6 separate regions of the Mus musculus genome follow, and all the other regions are linked to region 3. Evidence: chromatin contacts called from public Hi-C, HiChIP or PLAC-seq and promoter capture Hi-C data. All regions are on one chromosome and are shown on one strand. The core of a region is the stretch at or near the end of the contact, and the rest is flanking DNA. Distances in the headings are between cores, read along the strand shown.

What was found. Hi-C and Micro-C count contacts between places; a contact is called where the count stands out from the background. HiChIP or PLAC-seq counts read pairs in DNA pulled down with a chosen protein or histone mark. Capture Hi-C pulls out chosen DNA fragments and counts their contacts.
Region 1: an H3K4me3 HiChIP or PLAC-seq map of bone marrow-derived macrophages shows a contact between it and region 3, with 3 times the contacts expected there. The contact joins the enhancer-like site here to the promoter of Dgkz in region 3. A contact is called at or near these places in 1 of 15 datasets of contacts at CTCF or cohesin (the NIH/3T3 cell line), 2 of 115 datasets of contacts at active chromatin or transcription factors (bone marrow-derived macrophages and microglia) and 1 of 9 other capture datasets (macrophages).
Region 2: a contact with region 3 is called in a promoter capture Hi-C map of liver. The contact joins the promoter of Arhgap1 here to the promoter of Dgkz in region 3. A contact is called at or near these places in 9 of 39 promoter capture datasets (the C10 cell line, the HPC-7 cell line, cranial neural crest and 6 more), 5 of 484 Hi-C or Micro-C datasets (embryonic stem cells and muscle stem cells), 12 of 115 datasets of contacts at active chromatin or transcription factors (the HPC-7 cell line, bone marrow-derived macrophages, embryonic limb bud and 6 more) and 5 of 9 other capture datasets (adipose tissue, embryonic stem cells, liver and 2 more).
Region 4: a contact with region 3 is called in a Hi-C map of natural killer cells, with 4 times the contacts expected there. The contact joins the promoter of Pex16 here to the promoter of Dgkz in region 3. A contact is called at or near these places in 7 of 39 promoter capture datasets (the 3T3-L1 cell line, cranial neural crest, embryonic stem cells and 2 more), 4 of 484 Hi-C or Micro-C datasets (CD4 T cells, natural killer cells, nephron progenitors and 1 more), 19 of 115 datasets of contacts at active chromatin or transcription factors (the NIH/3T3 cell line, acute myeloid leukemia, craniofacial prominence and 14 more) and 3 of 9 other capture datasets (adipose tissue, liver and macrophages).
Region 5: an H3K4me3 HiChIP or PLAC-seq map of forebrain shows a contact between it and region 3, with 4 times the contacts expected there. The contact joins the promoter of Mapk8ip1 here to the promoter of Dgkz in region 3. A contact is called at or near these places in 2 of 39 promoter capture datasets (cranial neural crest and neural stem cells), 10 of 115 datasets of contacts at active chromatin or transcription factors (VIP interneurons, acute myeloid leukemia, embryonic basal ganglia and 7 more) and 1 of 9 other capture datasets (embryonic stem cells).
Region 6: an HNF4G HiChIP or PLAC-seq map of pancreatic cancer cells shows a contact between it and region 3. The contact joins the promoter of 1110051M20Rik here to the promoter of Dgkz in region 3. A contact is called at or near these places in 1 of 39 promoter capture datasets (liver) and 1 of 115 datasets of contacts at active chromatin or transcription factors (pancreatic cancer cells).

Annotation. Positions count from the first base shown.
Region 1 is chr2:92,271,407-92,274,944 of GRCm38.p6, forward strand. The region is part of intron 6 of Phf21a (PHD finger protein 21A); the gene reads left to right. Among named protein-coding and RNA genes, the nearest start is that of Mir1955, 81 kb to the left of the region's middle. Within about 2 kb of position 2,190, at least 61 of the 459 cell types and tissues checked have an H3K27ac peak or open chromatin away from gene starts, as enhancers often do. A contact at or near this core is called in bone marrow-derived macrophages and microglia, where this site is marked.
Region 2 is chr2:91,647,692-91,651,442 of GRCm38.p6, forward strand. Arhgap1 (Rho GTPase activating protein 1) reads left to right here and starts at 2,427. Exons shown (of 14, transcript NM_001359970.1): 1 at 2,427-2,561. Zfp408 (zinc finger protein 408) reads right to left here and starts at 2,100. Exons shown (of 5, transcript NM_001347175.2): 1 at 2,013-2,100; 2 at 1,460-1,734; 3 at 325-386; 4 at 1-155. The coding sequence starts at 2,058.
Region 3 is chr2:91,948,206-91,951,740 of GRCm38.p6, forward strand. Dgkz (diacylglycerol kinase zeta) reads right to left here and starts at 2,143. Exons shown (of 32, transcript NM_001166597.1): 1 at 2,016-2,143.
Region 4 is chr2:92,372,899-92,376,871 of GRCm38.p6, forward strand. Pex16 (peroxisomal biogenesis factor 16) reads left to right here and starts at 2,341. Exons shown (of 11, transcript NM_145122.2): 1 at 2,341-2,777; 2 at 2,973-3,008; 3 at 3,729-3,805. The coding sequence starts at 2,666.
Region 5 is chr2:92,399,760-92,403,542 of GRCm38.p6, forward strand. Mapk8ip1 (mitogen-activated protein kinase 8 interacting protein 1) reads right to left here and starts at 1,504. Exons shown (of 12, transcript NM_011162.5): 1 at 1,270-1,504. The coding sequence starts at 1,367.
Region 6 is chr2:91,443,017-91,446,785 of GRCm38.p6, forward strand. It overlaps 1110051M20Rik (RIKEN cDNA 1110051M20 gene), which reads right to left and starts at 1,698. Exons shown (of 9, transcript NM_175123.5): 1 at 1,553-1,698. The coding sequence starts at 1,598.

The DNA.
Region 1 (3,538 bases), core at 940-3,439, 320 kb after region 3:
GTAGCTTAGTGATAAGCTACTCGCCCAGCATGTGCAGTGTTCCAGGTTCAGTTCTTCATGCCACAGTGATATACACACGCACATATATACACACACATATATATTTAATATACATATACATGTAAAACCATGAGATATTGTTTTACCACATGGGCAAAGTAAATATACATAATATCAACAATAATTATTGATATGGAGTTGAGAATCCTGTGTACTAGTGGCTGGTTTGCCACATGGGGAGCAGCATTTGTATTTTGTAGCAAATCTGAAATGTGCACCTATGTGTCTTATTCTAGAGCATCATTGTCCAGTGTGGCTGCAAATGTAAAGTAGTCTTTTCTAGTTGCTGCGTTACAACAAGAAAATAGGTAGGAGTCATTTTAAGTTATGATCATCAGTTTTAACTACATATTTTATAAAATGTACTATTTCGCTGTAATTTTAAATCTAAATACTTAATTTAAATTCTGGAATCTAAAATACTTCAACATATGATCAACATTGTAAGTCTCCTGTGAGCTGTTTTACATTTTTTTCTTTACAAAGTCTTTTAACCTGGTGTTTGTATTTTCTACCTGTAGCATGTCTCATTTTCTATAGCCGCATTTCCATGTTCAATAGCCACATGTGGCTAACAGATACTGTACTGGACAGGGTAGCTCTAGAGGTGCCCTTAGTGATGCACAGAGGGACTTGTTTACAGTGGACTTTTTCATAATAGCTGAAACAGAATCAATCCGAGCATCTTTTGACAAATAAATTGTGGTATATTTTTAGAGTAAAATGATATACTACAGTTACAAAAGAAAAATGAATGAACTACAGATTTGTTAATCATCATGGGGAATTTTGCAATACTGGAGGAAAATTAAAATTACAGAAGGATACTTAAAAGCTATTAAAATATAATTGGGACCTGTGTAGTTGAAATGAGAACTTGGCTAATGTATGAGGTTGTGAGGCCCTAGGTTCAATCCATAACAACACACACACACAGTTACAGTTTGCAGGTACATATGTAGTAAAGTCGTAAATTAAAATGAGTGAAAAATTCAGAAGTAGTTTTCTTACAAGCCAGAGAACGATACAACTGGAGAGAAGTGGCTTGCAGATAGATAGATGACACATGTCATTAATGCTCAGTATATAGTTGATATTCAGTTTCACTAATCAAAGAATAATGATAATGAAGTGGATTTCTTTTTGCCTGTGAAACTTGTTAAAAATGTGAAGATGTGGTGGTGTGGCTTGGCACTGATCCCAGTGCTTAGGTGACTTAAGCCCAGAAGCTTGAGAGCTCGAGGCCAGCTGTGCTACAAAGCAGGTGCTGTGTTGAGCAGTCCTGTCTCTGTGAACAGTTCGTGTACTTGGAGAGCAGCAATGCCCACAGATGATAAGACTGTGCAGCCCTTTGGCTAATAGAAATCTACATTTTAAATTGATTTCAGTGTTTTTGTCTTTAGTTTTGGGTTGGGAGTGTTGTTTACTCTGATCATGAATGTTTGGTATATGCAAGGCCCTAACTTCAGTCCTCTGCACCAAAAGAAAAGATTTAAATGAAAATACATTTCTGTTTTTCTGTGAGATGCTCATTTTATGCAGCTGCAGTTATCCTAAGGATAATGGATGGTGTTCTATTCCAGTGGATCTCAACCTGTGGGTCGAGACCTTTGGGGTCACTTACCAGATATCCTGCATATCTGATATTTACATTTTGATTCATAACTAGCAAAGTTAGAGGTACGAAGTAGCAATGAAATAGTGTTATGGCTGCAGGTCACCACAGCATGCATTGTAGTGAAGGGTTGCAGCATGAGGAAGGGTGAGAACCACTGCTCTAGACTTACTAAGTTAGACCCCAGTGCCAGCCAGTCCATGTTTGAGAAACGGCTAGAGATTGGCACAGTTCCCAACCTTTTTCATCTGAGTTTTGAGACTGAACCCAGGCTCCCATGCACAGTGTGGAGTGTTCAGACGCTGAGCTGTTCCTCTATGCCCAAACATTTTTCTTTAAACCAGCATTTACGATCAGGTTTTGACTGATTTGGCAATCAGCAAATAAAACTATTGTCTTTATTTTGGTGTAGAAACGAACAAAAAGCTGTGCATTTGGGGAAATTGGGTAGCTATGTGACCCTATTACAATCTAGACCTCAAACCTGCTGCTAGCTTTAATCAGGCATTCATGTCTCATTCTGAGTGAGAGTCGCTTCTGAGTATTCAGGGATACTTTCACTTTGAATAGAGTGCTAATAATAAAGTCTCTGGAAGAGAAAAAATTACTGAGTACTTTTCTGAACAGTGTTTGGTCTCAGAGTTAAAACCAGAGGAAAAGAGTCCCAGCCAGGTGCTCTGGATTTGACCTGCCTCCATACCTATTAATCTGAAGAGAGCCTGAGACCCAAACAGTGGAGGAAACACACAGCCTTTCGTCTTCCACATGTGTCTGCTTTAGACAGAGTACGTCTGTGCTGCTTTTCTCTCCTAAAGAGTATAGTTCCCACTAGCCTTCTCTTACGCTTGCAGCTCTGAGTCAGTCTGTCTATCTGTCTGTCTGTCTGTCTGTCTGTCTGTCTGTCTGTTTTAGCCAAGGAAGTGACATATCAGTCCAAACTGTGGTTTCTTGATTATGAACTTGGCAGGCCTGTGAAAGATGGGTAGCCAAGGAGCTAAAGGGATCTGTAACCCTATAGGTGGAACAACATTATGAACTAACCAGTACCCCAGAGCTCTTGACTCTAGCTCATATGTATCAAAAGAGGCCTAGTCGGCCATCACTGGAAAGAGAGGCCCATTGGACTTGCAAACTTTTTATGCCCCAGTACAGGGGAACGCCAGGGCCAAAATGTGGGAGTGGGTGGGTAGGGGAGTGGGTGGGAGGGTATGGGGGACTTTTGGGATAGCATTGGAAATGTAAATGAGGAAAATACCTAATAAAAAGTATTAAAAAACAACAACAACAACAAAGAAAGATGGGTAGCTTCAGTTATTACTGCAGTTGGGAACTAAGAAAACATGTTTCTGACACAGGCAGGAGGCAAAAGACTTGCTGAGGAGAGTTTGGAATGGATGTATTGCAGAACAAAACTCAGGATCAGGCATTGATTGAAATGGCCACATGACAGGAAGAAATAATTCTGCAGGTTTGAGCTCATGTGCTCCCTGATAGACTGTGCGCTAGGTGCTCAGTACTGCCTGACATGCTAGTCCTCCGAGAACTCTGGCACTGGAGTTCTTCATGGTTCTATCTTGTTTGCTGTGTCAGTTACTGACCTGAGAGAAAATACAGGTGTGTCAGGATTCTCTCTGATCAGTTACCCCCATTTCCTTCACATCTTGCCCAGAGTACAAGTTGTTCTTAGAATCTCTCCCTCTCCCTTCTCACTCCTCCCTCCTTCCTCCTCTCATTCCTCTCCTCTCCCTTCATCCCTTTCTCCTCCTATCTTCCCCTCCCCTATTTTTCCCTCTATTGTATGGAAGAAAAAAATATTCAAGTTCTTTAAAATGTGATCTTAAAAAGATTTAAAAATAGTTGAAT
Region 2 (3,751 bases), core at 1,177-3,676, 300 kb before region 3:
GGTGCAGGACACTTAGACTCTTCTGCGGAGACTGTGGGCGCAGCAGCAACTCAAAGCCTGGCAGTATAGTCTGGTCCACCTGCAGGTGTAGCTTCTCCCTGATCCAGACCAAGGACGCATTGCCATCACTCTGCAGTCTTCCCTCCTGCACCAAACTACAAGACAGAGCAGGAGCTGGCTCAACAGACCCTCCTCACGTGGCTTCCTCTGACCCCTCCGTCATCCCCTTGCATCACACGTTGGAAAAGACCGCCGGGAAGGCAACGAGAATTGGCTTCAGGTTCCATCCCAAGCAGAGCGTGTGCGCGCACTAGTTTTACTTACCTGGTCCAAGTGGAACTTTGCTGCCGGGGACAGATGGCTCCGCACGGGGCTAACGAGAAGTCCTAGAATAAAACAATGAGATCCCTTTCCCCGTGCCTGCGAGGAGTGAGGGGCAGACAGCAAAACAAAAGCAAAGCAAATCTGGGCACAACCTTTCTGGGGCAAAGCTAAGCTGAAACTTTTGGGATTTTTTTTTGATTGTTTTTGAAACAGGGTTGTCCTGGAACTCACTCTGTAGACCGGGCTGGTCTCGAACTCAGAGATCTTCCTGCCTCTGCCTCCCTAGTGCTAGGATTAAAGACATGCACCACTCCCCAACTCCTCCCCCACTTTTTTTTTTCATAAGATGAAACTCTAAGGCTAGCAGCAGCCTCTGAGGTTGCCTCTACACTATGGTGCTGTGTGGTTTGTTTTTTTTTTTTTTTTTTTTTTTTGGTTTTTCAAGACATGGTTTCTCTGTGTAGCCCTGGTTGTCCTGGCACTAACTCTGTAGACCAAGCTGGCCTCGAACTCAGAAATCCGCCTGCCTCTGCGTCTGCCTCCCCCCGCCCCCCTCCCACCCAGTGCTGGGATTAAAGGCGTGTGCCACCGCGCCCAGTTCTATGGTGCTGTTTTATATCTTCAGTCAGTGAAGACCAGAGAGTCCACTCACCTCTCCTTAAAGGTGTGGAAAGCTCTAAACAGCACAGCCTTTCAGCAAATACCAAACAGAAAACGCTGCAAGAGCACCAATACTTTTAAACAATCCTTACTAATGCTTACAAAGCACAGGCGTATTTGGCTTGCATCGTGTCCTCTGGTCTTCCAAAGGATCTCGGTAACAGCCACAACTTTCTTTTACAGGTGAGTAATATTAGGTGTGTAATTTAGCTAACTAGTTAACAGGTTTGAATCTGATCCTGGTAACCTTAGCTTCTGACCTTTGTCTCTGCCAACACAGTAGGAATTCAGGTTCTCACAACTTCTTTGCATCTGCTTTAGTTACTGCTGCTTAGGTAGAGCAAGACAGCGCTGCAATGAAGGGACAATTATTTCTCGAGTTTGAAAATATCCTGCTTCTAACAAACTGGAAGAGCTGTCCGGAAATGTCTGAACCTCCCCCAAACTTTCAGACAGATGTCCGACTCCTCAATACCTCCTCGTGCGGTGTCTTCATTCCCTCGCCCTTCTCCAGGACGGACTCATCTTCCAGAGGTCCCCAATGCAGGCCGGGCTGCAGGGGTGCTCCTACACACCAGACCCCCAAGTGCTGATTCCTGGATCTCGAGGGGCCCACGGCCAAGCCCTGGGGGAGGCTCCTTAGAACAAGGATGGCAGGGCTCGTACCCGGCGGGCAGGCTTTGAGGCCCGGAGCAAAGCCTTTTCCGGAAGGGCTCCATCCTGAATCCTGGCCCAGGGGTGGCTCTGGGGCTGCAGGGAGACGGGAAGGCAGTAAAGGAGTGGTCCATGAAGGCGTGGGGTTGGGGAAAGAGAGGTACAGGGTCAGCTATGACCCAAGAGTCCGAGGGATTAGCAAGGTTCTAGTTAGTAGGGCCCTTGAATGGTTGGGAGGGAGTCTAGTCTCTTAGGGCACCGGAGCAGGATCCCAGGCTCAAGAGAAAAAGGGATGTAAGGGAATGCGCTGACTAGAAAAACGCTGTGGCCATCTAGTCCAGGGCTGAGGGTCGCAGACATCGCAGGTCACTCACGGTGCGGCTCTATTTTCCCCAAGATCACCTCCTCCACCTCCTTCATCGTGGGACAGAGATTCTCTCGCCACTCCCCTCTACCGGAAGTGAGCGTTTTTGTCCCGGTTCCTCCCGGAAACAGTCCTTGATTTTCAAATTTAAGCTCAAGGAAGAATCCGGGTGGTTAGGCATCATTGAAGGATGGACCTGGGAGTTTGGAAGTACTTGACAGATAAAACCCTGTCCGATGGGCGATACGAACCTAGGATTTCAGAGGCCCGCTAGTTTCCTGCATCTGGAAAAGCGGAACCCAACTCACTCACTTTAGGTAGCGGCGAGTCGGACAGCTCGGCTAATTAACCTCACATTTTGTCAGGTGATTGCCGGAAGTGGGCGGAGCACCAAGAAAGCCTTGTTTGGTCCGGGCAGCAAGCCGGAAGTAGGTAGAAGAAATGGCGGAAGTGGTTGGGGAGCTGGGGGCCCCCGAGGGGGCGGTTCCCATTCCCATCTCGGAGCCGGATGTTTGCCGAGCTTTGACAGGCGTGGCAGAGGAAGCATTGCCGGAACGAGGTGAGCTGCGGAGCGCGGGGTCTCTTTGGGCGTGGTGGTGGGGAAGAGCTGCTCTGGTCAACGGAAGGAATTGGGTCGGAAAGGGGAAAATCCGAGGCAGTGGGTCGGGAGTGGAATTGGGCCCGAGGGCCTGGGTCTCTTCGCTGCCGGGATTTTTCCCATTTCGGCGCCTGCAATGAGAAGACAGCCACTTTCTCTGACTTGTTCCTGCCCTCCCTCTGCAAGGCATAGGCCAAGCCAGAGCAAGCCGGTGGGAGGGAGGGAGAAGTCGTCCTGATCAGATCTGGCATAGCACTGAGAGCTAGAAATCAGGGGAAGTGATCCACCTTGTCACTTGATAGGCCGTGCTTTCATCTCACTTTCTTGTGAAACGAAATACACTCCATTCGTTGTTTGTTTTCGGACTCTATGCAAACATGATTATAGTTTAGAGTTGCAGCCTTGTAGGATTTGGGTTTTTCCAAAGTCACAAAACAGTCTGATTCCAGCACCAGCAAGTACTGTGACTTCAGTTTGCCCTGAGAAGTCTGGCTGCCCTTTCGTGGCGCCTCTTGGATCCCAGTGAACTTTGTGACCGACAGTCACTTAAGATCACTGTTGAGGGGGTTGACTTTAACCTAGAGAACACCTCAAACTGGAACTTGTGGGTTAAAATCCTGCGTCTGGGTTCTATGATCTGTAGCAGTTTGCTCCCTCCCTCCCTCCCCCCGCTTTTTGTTCAAACTGTAAAATGGTTTTTATAGCATATGCTGAACTACTAGTGCAGTTGTGAGGTGAATTTGTGCCCAGTTCATAGTACAAATATCCGTTTCCTTCTCCACTTATGAAATTCATTCATTCATTCATTCAGCTAATGACAGTCTGCTATGTGAAGACTCTGAATAAACTCTGGTGCTATGTGCATCACTCTGAATAAATTGCTTTGGTGTGTGTGTGTGCCCGCGCGCGCTCTCTTGTCGCGCATGTGCTGGAGAGACCCTGTGTATGCAGGCAAAGCGCTCTACCACTGAGCTATGGACTTAGCCCTTGAAATAGGTTCTTAAGCAATAACAGGGGGTTTGTGAAATCTTTAAAATGCATGCAAGGTTTCCATGGATCTGTTCATTTTTCCTAGTGAAAAAGTCCACAAACATCAAGAATTTCAGAGAGAGAGAGAATCACTGTTTTACAAAAGTCAAAGCCTTTGCCTG
Region 3 (3,535 bases), core at 893-3,392:
AGTCGACATCTTCCGGCAAGCTCTCCTGAGGGACACTACCACCCCAAACACCACTGGGTTCCCACTGCCCCTCCCGCTGGTCCCATGTTTCCTGTTCAGCTCATCTCCATAGAAACATTGGTCTGCTGGCCAGAGATAGCCTGACTCTTCACTTCCTATCTCTGCCGATCTCTTCCTATCCTGCTTCTCCATGGCAGTTCATGCCCATTATCCCAGCACTTGGAAAGCTGAGACAGGAAGACTGCTGAATGTCTGAAGCCAACCTAGGCTAGATAATGAATTCTAGGCCAGCCTGGGCTACAACTGTTTTAAAAAGAAATGCAAAAGGAAAAACAAAACAAAACAAAACAAAACCTTGGCATGGAAGTTCACTCCCTTAGTCCCAGGACTTCAGAAGCAGAGGTAGGTGGTTCTCTGTGACTTTGAGGCTAACCTGGTTGACAAAGCAAGTTCCAAGACAGCCAGGGCTACATAGTGAGACCCCCATCTTAATTAACTAACTTAACTAAAAGGCAGGCAAACAAAAGAAGCCCTGTTTGGGTCTGGAGTTCTCCCATGGTTCCGCTTGAGTGGTCACCTCTTCTCACTCCATCCCTTATCACCTCCACACACCACACTGTCTTGGGGGAGGCCCTAGAAGGTTCTCACACTGACAGCACAGCAAAATGGCTGCCTCCTAGGCTTCCTGGGCTTGTCTGGGGCACCCAGCCATACTCAAGGAGGACAATATAAAAATGTCTCAGAGGGCCACATTAATCTCCAGCTGGCCTCTGAGAGCCTGATGAGGGCAGGGCGTATGGGAGATGGGGGGACGGCATGAGCAAGCCACATGCTTCCTCAACCACCTGCTAGGAAGGGCCGCTGGCCCCTAGCCAAACCACCTCACATTTGATGCTGGCTACTAGGAAAAACCTGGTATAGTGGTGTGACCCTGTAATCCCCAGCACTTGGGAGGCAGAGGCAGGAGGCAAGACCATCTTGAAGGATACAAGTTCAATGTCAGCCTGGGCTACATGAGACATGTTTGTAAATAAATAAGTAAGTAAGCAAGCAAGCACTTAGGAACCTAGCATGTACACTACACACCCTCAGCAGATCAACTAGCCACCCATCTACTTTTCCATGTGCAAGGTGGGTCCAACCACCACAGGCCAGCATGAGGGTCACTCTGCAAGGATGCACAGAAAGCACCTGATGCTACCTGGCAGACCTAGGACACGGTAGAACCGCAGGGCCTATGGTCGTGCCACCTCCTGAGGTTTGTTTCTGCCCACAGCGGGGGTGGGAACCCAGAAAAGGAAGCAGGAGTGCCCAGGGTGGCCACCGCTCACCACATGAGGAAGAAAGCCATACAGCCATGCCACCCGGGCGTCTGTTCCTGAGGAATGCCCTCTGCACCTGGCATGAGGCGGGTCCTCCGGGACCCCTCAGCCTCCAGAGGGACCTGCACAGGACACCAGTTGGGTCTTGCCACAGTAGCTACTTCACGCCATGGGAAGGCCTCTGCTCCATGAAGGCTGGCCTGGGTAGGGCACCTGTTCTCTACCAGTCCCAGAATGAAGGCCTGCCTGGTCGGAGGGACTGCTTGCCAGAAGCCAGCCCTGGCTGCTCGGCTCCCACAGCCCCAGGGGTCAGGGGGAAGAGAGGAAATCTGGGAAGGCAGCCAGCTCGTCTAGGCTGGCCTGGGCTGATCAGGCAGGGTGCGGACTTTACCAGGTCTCCTCACTAAAGAGATTCTGCTCCAAACACAAGGACAACATGCAGGTAAATGGGTGGGCCAGGGCTGAAGGGTAAGAGAGCTAAATGAGAGCCAAGTATTTCTTTCAGGGCCTGCCCAGGCGTGGGGGGCCCAGCAGGCCCAGCTCCTTTCCATCAGACCGAGGGGGGGCTGGCAGGGAAGCCCTTATCTGGAGATGGTGGTGCCTGGGCCTGCCCTGATCTACCCTCCCCAGATCCACCCAGTCACAGAAGGGAGCAGGAGTTAAGGAAGAGTGAGGACCCCCCCCCCTTTTGACCTGATCTGGAAGGACAAGCAGGTGGGGACTGGGGTCCCAGGCGCCTCTGCTCTTGCTCCAGTTTGCTGGGATTGCCGGCCTCTGCAGAGCAAGTCCTAGTTTGGACAGCTAGCTGCAGTGGCTCCGCTGCCCCCTCCCCCTCACCACCCTCCTCCCCCAAGCCGGAGACAACAACCGTTATGAAAATAGCCCAATTGGTAACCGACTGCACTTCCTCTCCCAGTGGTGGCTCCTGGCCCTATAGCAGGCAGGCAGCAGGCGGTGGGTGGGAGGGTGGGCGGTGCACACGCTAAGCACAGGAGCCTGGCCTCCTGGCACCTCTCTCCCACGTCGTCCCAAGCCAGGCCGAGTGACAGCCATCAATACACTCTTTCCTTCAGTAACAGGCCAGCCCACACAGTGTCTGCACAGGGGAGATGGGGTATATAGGAGGGCAGGAGTGGGCCCCCCTTTTAAGGAAAAGGAGACAATTGCTTACTGTCCTCCTATGTCCATGGGACAGGTTTTACAGGGTCTTAGCCAGCTAACCACGCTGGTTCCAGACAAAACAACCACAAAAATAATTATCTATTGAGTGTTTCACAACTTAGACAGCCTTTTCTCACCAACATTATTAGCCAAGAGGCTGGTAATTCCCCTGTGCGGGAGGCACTGTCCCTGCTGAACAGATGGTGCACCTGAGGCTCTTGGGAGCTGTGACTCCTGTCTTAGGAGTAGCTGAGCCAAGACTCCAGAGCCTGGCTCTTCTGGTCCTGTCAAGGGGGTCAGGGGCCTTGCTGAGCTGCCTGGGTTCAGGCCAGTAGAAGAATGTTTAGGAGAGATCAGCCGGTGTGACACCTGCCAACCCCTCCCAACCCCTACGCTCATGTTCCCACCCGAATCCAGAAGCACTTCCCATTTTTCAGAAATAATTTCTTTTTCTTTTTTTTTTTTTTTGGTTTTTCGAGACAGGATTTCTCTGTGTAGCCCTGGCTGTCCTGGAACTCACTCTGTAGACCAGGCTGGCCTTGAACTCAGAAATCCGCCTGCCTCTGCCTCCCAAGTGCTGGGATTAAAGGCGTGCGCCACCAGCACCCAGCCAGAAATAATAATTTCTAAAACTCCTAGAAGGATTTTGTCTGGGGAGCAGGTGATAGGCACTAAGACTTAACCAAATAGAATCTAAATTTAAGAGCATTAATCTTTCAGGAGGCAGAGGTAGGTGGATCTCTGAGTTCAAGGCTAACCTAGTCTACATAGTGAGTTCTAGGCCAGCCAGGGCTACACAGAGAAACCCTGTCTAGGGGAAAGGGAAGGGAAGGGAAGGGAAGGGAAGGGAAGGGAAGGGAAGGGAAGGGAAGGGAAGGGAAGGGAAGGGAAGGGAAGGGAAGGGAAGGCAAGGCAGAGAGGGAGGGAGAACAATATTGCATAAAACACAACAAAATCAGTAAAAAGACACTGTTTAACTTAAAAACATTATTGTTTGTCCTATGTGTGCCAGTGCCACCGACTACATGTGAAGCCTGGTGATCAAATTCAAC
Region 4 (3,973 bases), core at 1,091-3,590, 420 kb after region 3:
GCAGCCCAGCCTTGCCACTAGGTCCAGGCAGGAATCCAAAAGGGAGGGGCCTCCTGCCTGCCCGCCAAGCCTGCGCACACCTCTGCTCTTTGTCTCTGGAGCCTAATCAGCCTCCAGATCTAGAAGAAGAAAAAAAAAAATCAGGCAGCTCTGTTGCTGCCAGCCTGGCTGGACCCAGTCCCCTCTCCTAGAGAGATGAGCTCTTCACTGTTGGGATATGGAGGGGAGGTGATGGACCACTCTGTCCTCCAGGGCCTCTTTCCTTCCCAGAACAAAAGACCATCTGATGAAATCTTGCACCTAAGTACTTGCCGGCATGCACACACAAGTACAAACACATACACCTTCACTTCAGTGGCAGCAGAGGGCTGGAGGAGTGGCCCAGAAGGCAGTAAACTCATTGACTTCCTGAGGCCAATTCCTAAGCCAAGCTTGCCTCATCGTGTCATGGGCTAGAGGACACTGCCAGAAGCCTTAAATAAGTGGTTGGGCCTCCTTGGGCTTCATCTGTGTAAGAATTCCCACCAATCGGACAGGGTTGACTATGACTTACTTTCTCATGGCTGTGACAAAAGAAACACCTGGCAGAGTAAGCTTAAGTGGGTATTTATTTTGGTTCACAGTTACAGGGTACAATGCATCCTAGCGGGGAAGCCGTAGTTTCCTAAGCCAGAGGCAGCTGGCCACATTGTAGCCACAGTCCGGAAACAACAGGAAGACAGCGCAGGTGCTCGGCTTGCTTTCTCTTTCCTTCAGCTCAGGACTCTAATCCAAGCGATAAGGATACAAACATCCAGACCGAGGCCCCTAGATTCAGTGTTTCTGGGAATACAACCATGGATGTGTTGCCATAAACTCGGAGCTTTGTTGCTACAGCGATTCCAAACCCACCAAGCCATCAACGAAGATCGAGCCATCACAATTGCCAGTAGGGTGAGGAGCACGTGAGGCCTCAGGACAGGGTGAAAAACGACTTCCACAGTTCCCATACCAGACTCTTCTGAGGCTCACCGCACCTTTCCTTGAATCTTTGCTGGCACGAGTGGTTGGCAACAATGGGAGCCTGGCTCCACATGGATCAAAGAAAGGGAAGGAAGTGGTGGCATGTTGGGACACTTCATTCCCTGTGCCTTAAATTCCTGGTGAGTGTGCTGCTTAAACCGCCTGGTTCTGGCTCAGGCTATTGGTTTTTCGAGACAGGGTTTCTCTGTGTACCTCTGGTTGTCCTGGAACTCACTTTGTAGACCAGGCTGGCCTCGAACTCAGAAATCTGCCTGCCTCTGCTTCCGCCTCCGCCTCCGAAGTGCTGGGATTAAGGTGTGTGCCACCACTGCCCGGTTAAACGAGCATTTCTTAACTCCTGAATCCATCTTTCCAGCTCTCTAATGAGAATTTTTATTAGTGTTTTATTAATTGTACAAAACAATGTGCTTTGTCTCTTGTGCTGGCACATGCCTTTAATCCCGGCACTTGGGAGGCAGACGTAGGCAGATCTCTATGCATTTGAGGCCAGCCAGGGGTTCACAGTGAGATCCTGTCTCAAAACATGCAAACTAAAATAATGAGCTTCATTATGACATTTTCGTACATGCACGTAATATAGTGGATGGGCGTAACGGCATATTCTGTCCTTGTCTAAAGATAATATCTGGTAGGGTATTAAATGTATTACAATTCTTTATATACCATAAATTCGCGGGCGGAGTCCGCAATGGCGCAGATTTGCCAAGCCCCCTCTTCCCACAGCCAATCAACTGCCTCCCAGGAACGGTTCCCTCCCTCCACTTCTGCAGCACCTTGACAGCATTGCAGCTCAGTTCATGAATGGAGCCATAGGAGTTTCCACCAACTCTTGGAGGCCAGCTTAGAACCTGGAAGTGCATCCAAGGGCCGGAAAACGCTGGGATTCATTCCGAGTTCAAGGTCCAAGTCGGGCCCAAATAATTTTGTAGATGAGGAAACCCGAGGTGCAGATCGGGGAAGCTAATGCGCAGGGTCGTCCCTAAACGGAGAGCAGAGGGATAGGCCAGGGTATTCTCCAAGGAGGGAGTCATCGGGTACGGGTTTTGGGGGTCCATGTGTTCTGAAGAAACTGGAGCCGAAGCCACTGTTCTAAATCTGCTGGTTAGGCTTGCCCCAGCAAAAACCCGGCACTGGCTTTTGTGAAAAACTCGAGACTGGCGGCTGCTGAGACCTATTTACGACAATTTCAAGGTTCCCTGTGCCTTAAATCCCAAACTCTTTGCTTCCCGACCCTCCCGTTCGAGCTCTCGGCGATCTTCTGAGAAAGTCTGAGGCTCCTTAGTACCTTCTCTAGTATGAACTGTTCAGCCTGCCCGCAAGTTGTAACTACGCAGGCGCCAAGACAGCCAACCAAGGAGGCTGCAGATCGGGTGCCAGAAGCTCTAGAGAGCTTCAGGGCGGAGAGAGAAGGAGCCAATGGCTGGAAGGAGGGAGGGTGGGAGCTCCCGGTCTCGGGGAGGAGGCGCTAGAGATGGGGTGAAGGGGCGTTCAGGGGCTCCGCGGGTCTAAGTCCTCCTGGGCTGCGGAAGTTGAGCAACCGGGAGGCGGGCTTAGGGCCGGAAGCAGGAAGGAGGGCTCAGGACGCAGGGCGCCGCTGCCAGCCTTGCTGTCGGCCGGTGGGACTGTCAGTGGCCAGAGCAGGATGGAGAAGCTACGGCTCCTGAGCCTCCGCTACCAGGAGTATGTGACTCGTCATCCAGCCGCCACGGCCCAGTTGGAGACGGCTGTGCGGGGCCTCAGTTACCTGCTGGCAGGTGCCACACTGACCTTTGACCCATTTCTTGGGGACTCTGACCCAGGAACCCTATGGCTCTTTGCCTGCTGACCCAGGGTAGTGGTCGCGGTGCTTCAGTTCTGTCTGGGTTCCTGTGGCGTAGAGGAAACTAGAGAACCCAAAGCCGCAGGGTAAAACAGACGCTCACCAACGCCTTCTATACCTTCTTCCCTAGGTCGCTTCTCCGATTCACACGAGCTGTCTGAACTGGGTAAGTTGGACTCTGGGCTGGGGAGGGAGAAGGCTTCCAGCGGAACCTTGATTGAAGGTCCTGAGCTTCCCTCTAGATCAGCTGTCCATCGCCCAAGACAGTTGGTGTCCCCAGAGTTGGGCGACCTGTGAGGGCTCTGACTGGCTTCTCACTCCTGGTTTTGCTTAGGATTAAGCAACTTTCCTGACCTTGCTAGTTCATCAGACCTATGAGTATGAGAAGGGCACTGTTGTTCTGTCTAGCTGAAGGAATACAAGTTCAGAAAAGTCCTTGATGTCAGGACCAGTGTTCAAGTGCCCCCACCTCCCTGCTGTAAGGGCTCTGTTTGCTTAGTGGGGGTAGTGAAGATCATGAAAGGATGAGGGGGATTTTGAAAGGTAGGTGTGATGTAGTCCTTCAGGGGGGACCATCTGAAGAGAGCAAAGATGAGTTGGTGGGACCACACATTTGGCTGTTTGGAACATGACAGGCAGTTTTGAGCAGCTCAGTAACCAGTGCTGTCCAGCAGAGCAAGGGCTGGCTTGTCACTCCAATCAGCTCATTTCTTACTGGCTCAGATGTCATCATGGAGAGAATGGGGCTCTGAGGTAGTGGGCGGAGAGGCTTGTTGGTTTCCACACAGTCTGTGGGTAGCTGTGATCGGTAGGGCTCTGGGGTAAGGGTGAGAGGGGTGAAGGCCACAGCAGGGCCGGCCTCTCAAGACCACAATCTGCTTCTCAGTGTACTCTGCCTCGAACCTGCTGGTGCTGCTCAATGACGGGATCCTGAGGAAGGAGCTTCGAAAAAAGTTGCCTGTGGTGAGAACTTTGCCAGGAGCTGGGGGTGGGAAGCTCAGGGACTTGGGAGGAAAACAGTAATGACCAGCACGTGTGGTACATGTCGTTGTCTCAGAGAGTGAGGCATGCCCACATGAGCCGCAGATCAATTGTTGGTAGTCTCATGCATGAAGTTTCTTTTCTTTTCTT
Region 5 (3,783 bases), core at 254-2,753, 450 kb after region 3:
GAACCTCTGTCCCTCGCAGCTAATTCTCTTCCCCTGCAAAGGCCTGACCTACCAGGGAGAATCTGAAGCATTAGCCTGGAGGCTTTCCTCAGGTTTGGAACCATCCTCTGGCCCCCTCCTTCTGGTTCTCTCAGCTGGGTTTAGGGCCTCCTTGGAGGATTCAGGGCCTGATCATACCATTTAAGATCGTGTGTGTGTGTGTGTGTGTGTGTGTGTGTGTGTGTGTGTGTGTGTGTGTGTCTGTGTGTGTGTGTGTGTGTGTGTGTGTGTGTGTGTCTGCCCACCTGAGGACCTGGGAGCTAGAGACCCCTTCAATAGATGACAACTTGGCGCCAGAGCCCAGCTGGGGCCTGGCTGGAGCAAGGGTCCCAGGAGAGAGAAAGGCGCCTGCTCCTGATGGGGAAACAATGAGGTATGTCTCAGCTTCTACATTCTGGAGCAGTGACACCCTTCTCTTCTTCGTCACTCTCTCTCTCTCTCTCTCTCTCTCTCTCTGTGTGTGTGTGTGTGTGTGTGTGTGTGTGTGTGTGTGTGTGTGTGTATGTGTGTATGTGTGTGAAAAGGTGAAGAGAGGACAGTCACCGGTTCAACACATCATGCCTTACATCTCTGAAATTCATTCACCTGGTCTAACATCAGATGGAGGGGTGGGTCAAAGAGGAGCTCAGTTCGGTGTCCTGAGTCTTTACACAGTGGGGACCCCCCAACAGTATCCCTGGATATCCACAGGCAGATTCCCCTCCCTCAAGCAAATTGGGTTTCACTGGTTGAGGCCAATCCTTCTGCACCTGTCCTGAGATACAACTGACCAGGGAGCTGCCCAAATTCAGAAGACCCTGTCCAAGATCGCCTAGCAATCTGACCCATCTGGCCAAGCTAGCTGGGAGAGGGGTTCACGACTCTTCTTAAAGGACCAAGGGTTTTGAATTGGGGCCTCTGGGCCCCCAACCCCTTAGCCTACTTCCACCTTGGGTTAGATACCTTGAACGCGGCAGGATAAAGTCTGGGCGGATTGCTGCACCGGGAATTCCATCCAAACCCCAGACCCACTCCCGCCAAGGTGGAGGGGAAAGGCGACCTCCCAGGTTCCTGCCCCAGATCCACCTCAATCACCCCACCCCATGACACGGAATGGCAGAAGGAGCTGCGGGGGGCCACGCGGTGGCCACCAACCTGGACTGGAGGTTGTGGGGGCTGGGGGCTCGGCCGGGAAAGGACGCCGCCCTCAGGGTCTCCAAGGATCCCGAGGTTCCGGGCCTCGATCCTTACCTGAAATTGGGAGGCGACGCGATGTGCAGTCCCAGGAATGGGGAAGCGGCCGGTGGGGACGCGGCGCCCCCGCCCAGGCCGCTCTCTCGCTCCGCCATTCCGGGGTGCAGCCCTGGCCATCCGGGCGGAGAGCGGCGCGGGAGGCGGCGGCGGCGGCGGCGGCGGCAGCAGCGGAGGCGCGTGGAGGAGGCCGCCGCCGCCGCGGGGTTCGGACTGAGCTGGGGCGGGCGCGGCTCCGGACAGCGCGCCGCTTCGCCTGCGGCCCCCGCGAGAGCGCCCCGCGCGCGCCCCCGGGCCGGCTGGGGTCTTGTGGCCCCGCCCCCGCCCCGCCCCGCCCCGGCGCTCTCCGAAGTGCTGACGCTTCGATCCCGTGGCCCTGGGTCCCCTCGGCCTCCCTACACATCCCAGGGACATTCCAAGCACTGGCAAAGCTTTGCTCTCCTCAGAGCTGGACCTAGATCGAGGGCATCAGCGGATGGCAAGATCCTGCTCCCCAAGTCCGTCTTTGGCCTTCCACAGCAACTGGGGTAGGAAAAGGGTTACAGAAGATGGCTGAGAAAGGAGAGATGGTGGTGGAGTGGGGTCCAAGAGCAGTCAGCTATGGGGCCAGGTGACCTAAGACCACAGCTTGGTTCCACAAGTGAACAGGCAGTGGAGAATTGCATTAGTGACCTCATAGTTCCAAGGCTTGTCTTTCCCATGTGTGAAATGGAATATGAGCCCTCCATGAGCATGGGGAGGAAGAAAAACGATAGAAATACTTGTCCCTGGGAGCTGGGAACACCCACCTGTGCACTGGGATCACCTCCCGCAGAAATCTCTGAAGGCCACCTCTATCAAGACCCACCCTTTAGTTTTGTTTTGATTTTTGAGACAGGGTTTCTCTGTATAGCCCTGGAACTCACTCTGTAGACCAGGCTGGCCTCGAACTCAGAAATCCGCCTGCCTCTGCCTCCCAAGTGCTGGGATTAAAGGCGTGCGCCACCATGCCCGGCCTAAAAATGTGTAGCCCAAGCTGGCCTCCAACTCGTGATCCTCCTGCCTCTGCCTCCTTCAGCAAAGACCCCCTTGAGCCCTGACCACCCCTGATAACCTGAGTGATGCTTTTGGTTTCTTAGCCCTGTGAAGCCTCTGTATGCCAGGACTACCCCATCACTTGTTTTTCTTTCATTTCCAGTTTGTCCTGGAAGTTACCATGTAGCCTCAGCTGACTAAGAACTGATGACAATCTTCTTGAGTCTCCTGCTAAACTGGGGGATTAGTGTGAACTCCTGTGCCCAGTTCTCAGCACCTGTCTTCCCACTGCGTTTTCTATCTAGCACCCCTTTTGCACTCACACAGTCCTGAACTGGCTTCTCCTACCCTAAGGCCTAGGACCTTCCTCATCCCCAGGGCCGGATTCTTGAGAGCTTTGTGGTTGCTTCTGTTCCTTGCACCCACTCTGGGTCTAGCTGTGCTTTCTTCCTGGTTCTCTATTGGGTTTTCTCACACAACACCGTTTACCAAGACTCGAGTCCCCGTTTTTGGTGGCTCAGAGAGCCTCCCTGCCAGGTCACCTCTGGCCACAGACCCTGCCCTTCACATAAATGGAGCAGGACAGACCAATGTTCTACAGTCTGTGCAAACTTGATTGCCTCCTTCCCCTTTCCAGCAAGAAGCGTAGGCACCTACCTTGTAGTACTCAATCTCCCTGCTTCAGCCCTGAGAACACTCCAGAACCTAAAGCCAGAGGCCTTGGCTGCCTCTCCCCTCCCTGCCACTGATGCTTCAAGAGGTAAAGGTTTGGTCACTTTAACTCTCTGCTCTGGCTCAGGCCTCTCACAGGAGGCCCTGCCCAAACCATCTGCTGTTAAGGCACCTTCCTCCCTCCCTCCCTCCCTCCCTCCCTCCCTCCCTCCCTCCCAGGAAAGCAGCCATGCCTGATTAGCATGGTTAATGTGTGCTTGTCTCCACTGGGCAGCATCCCCAGGAGGTCAGAAGTGTGTGAGTATGTAGGACAGTTCCCTCTCATAGAACCTCTGCTCAAGAACAAAGGTATCTCAGCTTCTCCAGCCACGCCAAAGCTACATGAGAAGCCCAGAGAGGGAGGCCAGTCTTAGTAGAAAGTAGGCCAGCAGAAGCTTGGAGGCAGAGCCAGGAATGAGATGTGCCCTAGAGTAAAGCTCTCCTTCTGTTTATAGAGCAGACTGTGATTTTCTTTGGCTTTGCATGAGCCCCTCTCGCACCAGGAACACCCATGTGCACGGCATTCTGGCCAGATGGTACAAGACAGGGCCAGCATCCAGGCCTCAGGCTTGGCAGTAGCTTCCTTAACTGTGTCTAGAGGGCACACATACCTTCTTAGCACATTATAAAGAATGGACGCAGTACTCTGGATCTCAACAGGCTACTCAGTACTACTGAGAGGTGGCACGCAGGAACTGATCTTGGTACCCTGTGTGGTTTGGGCTGACTTTTGTTGCTAGCATACCACAGTAGTTTACAGTCTCCTCTATCCAAGGGAGAATAAGACTC
Region 6 (3,769 bases), core at 448-2,947, 510 kb before region 3:
CACTCCTTTGAGTCCAACACTGGGTAGACAGAGGCAGGAGGATCTCTGTGAGTTCAAGGCCAACCAAGGCTACATAGTGAGATCAATTCTCAAAACATAAACAAAATATGTATACAGAGTTGTATTTTATTTTAAAATGTGTATGGTACATTCATATAATAAAATGTTATTCATCCATGTAAAGAAATGAGTATCAAGACACAAAACGACAAGGGGGAACCTAAACACCTACTGAAACACGAAAGAGGCCATCTGAAGAGCTTATACACTGAATGATTCCCATTATTCTCAAAGGGGCAAAACTTTAGAAGTCAATAAGATCAGTCATGGAAAGGAAAGGAGCAAGGAGAGGGGTGAATGAATGGGGGATGCACAGAGGAGTTTTAACCATGAAAAGATTGTTTTACATCTTAATGTGGATATATGAGAATATGAATTTGTCCAAGTCCAGAAAACTGTACAATACAAAGAGTGGACCCTAATATAAACTATAGGCTGTTGGTAATCACACTGAGCTAATATTCAGTTGCAAGAAATGTACCACACTAACACAAGAAATTAATAATAGAAGCTAAATAGAAGATACAGAGGGAAAAAACTCTACTATCAGCTCAGTCCTCTTTAAGTTTAAAACTACTCTAAATGTTTAAGCTATGAACTTTTAAATGTGTATGTGTGCATATAAGTGTATACACAAGGTCTGGAGAGATGGCTCAGCGGTTAAGAGCACTGACTGCTCTGCCACAGGTCCTGAGTTCAATTTCTAGCAACCACATGGTGGCTCACAACCAACTGTAATGGGATCCAATGCACTCTTCTAATGTGTGTCTGAAGACAGCTGCAGTGTACTTATATAAATAAAAAATAAATATCATAAAAAATGTTTTAAAAAAATAAGTGTATACACAAACGTATACAGTAAATGTGTTACACACTCACTGCAGGGTGCTTAGCAAAGTACAGTACTTAGTACCACACAGCCTTAGCTCAAGGGTAAGGTCAAGTTCTGCAAGGGGAAAATCTGATCCTAATACTAACTGTATGAGGTCTTATGCAATTGTCTCTTTAGCCTTAGTGTCTCCATCTGTAAAGTAGCAAACACAGCAATCCCTTCTATGATAATGCTGCATGCAAAATGCTTACCTCGTGCAGAATGCCTAATGAAAATGAAAAGCTCGAAATAACCGTGCACTATGAAGGCAAAATTATTATTTACAAAATGACTGAAGTCATTTCAGATGCCAAGTTTGCGTCAATACAAACCTATCAATAATAGCCTTGTTTGGGGCCTCAGATTCTTAATTGTGTTACTTAGAATGCAGTCCTCATTGCCTGAGAGCCAGTCCATATAATTCAGCCATTCTTTACTCCATAAATGTTATTTTTCATCCAGGTTTGGCCCTACATTCAGGCTCAGGCCCTAGAACCCCTTCTTTCTGTCCTCCCGTCCCATCCAGACCCGCTACCGTTCAGGCTCCGCCCCTGTCTCCTACCCACTCCTTCCCCTAACACATTACTCCTTTCTTTTCCCGACGCTGAAAAAAGCCCCTACCCAGATACTCGTAGTCCGGTAGAGCTAGGCGCTCGGGACTCAGCATCCTTTGACCGGGTAGTTTCCACGCTCCAGCTTTCTTCTTCCGGAACCCAGGTTACAGCCTGTCTCTGTTGCCATGGCACCCAGGCGGCCAGAGGAGAACTAGAAGGCTGAGAGGGTGTCACGTAAACAGTCTCCGACTGGCAACGTAGAGCCTATCACACAAGTTCCGGAAGCAGTCACTTAGAGTCTGATTTTCTTTAACTCCTATTTTTGGGATTTGGTTTTAGAATCTGTGAATTAAATTCTCTGAATGTGTCGTATTTTGTGATGCTGAAGAATTACTATCAGTGGCTCATATCTGCAATTTCTGGATTTCATAGTTTCTGTTTATTCTAACAATAATGATCATGTATGGCCTCGCCTAACACTGAGATCTCATTATCTATTATTAATCACTTTTAGGATTTACTCTTTCAAGTTGGTACAAAATGTTCTTTGTATCTTGGCAGCTTCTGGAGGTCGGGGATACGTCTTTAGCATAGAGATACTACTAAGGGCCACTGAGCAATCCAAGGGACCCCATGTGGTGAAAACAGCCTACCAACTCCTCCAAGTTGTCCTCTGACCTCCACAAATCCCCTGCCCCAAATATATATCTCGACAGGGTCTCACTGTATTGCCCAGTCGGGCTTAGAACTTGATGTGTAGACCAGGATAGCCTTGAATTTAAGAGATCTGCCTGAGCCTGCAGCTCTCAGAGGTTTTAATGTTTTAAAGGTGTGTGCCCCTACACCCGGTAAAATGCAATTTTTAAAACTACTCATCAAGTCCTCTGTAAGTTAATGACCATTCCTCTCAAATTCCCTTTAGCCGTTTGAGACTGCTTCTACTTCCTATTATTTGACATCTTGTCCAAGTGCCTTTCCTTTTTCCTACAAAGTCACTTCATTTCTCAAAGGAAATGGGTCAGAAACTAGAGCATTTATTACATATCCTCAGCTCTATCCTTTCTGAAGAAGAAAGACTATTCCTTTCTTTTCAAATAACCAGATTTTCTTATCTCCTCTCTCTGTGCAAGAACAGGAAAGAGATCTGTACAGTGTCACAGTCCAAACCTAGCAGAAAAAGCCACTCGATCCTCACTTTTGTTTTGTTTTGTTTTGTTTTGTTTTGTTTTGAAGTAAGTCCCTGCCCCTTCAACAAGGAGAAGTTTTCGAAAGAGGAGAGGTTTTGTGACAAAGAAAGAAAACGAAATTGATGTCATCAAAGGAGTGACTGGGAATCCCACAGACCACCTACACTGGAGTAAGTAAAGAGGAGGCTCTTCTCTTATGTTCTGAGGGGCCTATTCTTAGTCTCCCCAAAGGAGCTACTCAGACCTTGTAATTCTCCCTTTCCCTTAAATTTGTATATATGTCTCAATTCTAGGCTCCTGTGAGTCACTCTGAATTTGGATGTGGTAAGGAGAAAGGGACAGAGCCACACAAGGGACAGTGTTTGGTGTTCTGAGGTAATGAATTTTCCAGGTTGGTAGTTGTTGATATGAAGTCCTGCAAGTTTTGTTAAAAATAATTAACTTCTCCTTCCTCTACCCCTCCTCCATGCAGCTTGAGGGTATAGAAATTTAATGATTTTTCATATTGGGCTTATTATTATTGTAATGTAAATAGAGTAATAATAAAATTTTAAAAATTGAGATAGAGTCTTACATATCTCAGGCTGGCCTGAAACTCACTAGGTTGCCAAAGATGACCTTGAACTTCTGATCCCCCTGCCTCCATCTCTGGATTGCTGAGATTATAAGCATGGAACACCAAGTCTGTTTTATTTGAAGCTGGTATGGAAAGCAGCCATGTTAGTCAAGCACTCTATCAACTGGCTACAACCCTATCTCTAGGATGGTATTTGTTAACGATGACCATGTTGTCTTACTCCCAAGAAATCTGATTTTCAGATGATTTTCACATATTTTCATGTGTCCTCATGAGAACTAAGGCAATTACCCTGTTTCTAAGTAGGAGAACTGAGGCATGGGTCATAAAAAAAGGGACTTGCTTAATATCATCCATCTAGCCAGTGGGAGGGCTGGAAGTGGATCTCCACTACATCAACATCCAGGCTAGTGGTCTGACCACTAAACCACACAATCTTTTTTAGGGATTGTTGGGTTGGTGTTTATTTACTTATTTTTCTTTTTGTTCTGTCTTGCAAGCGACTGGGAGCTCCCAGATA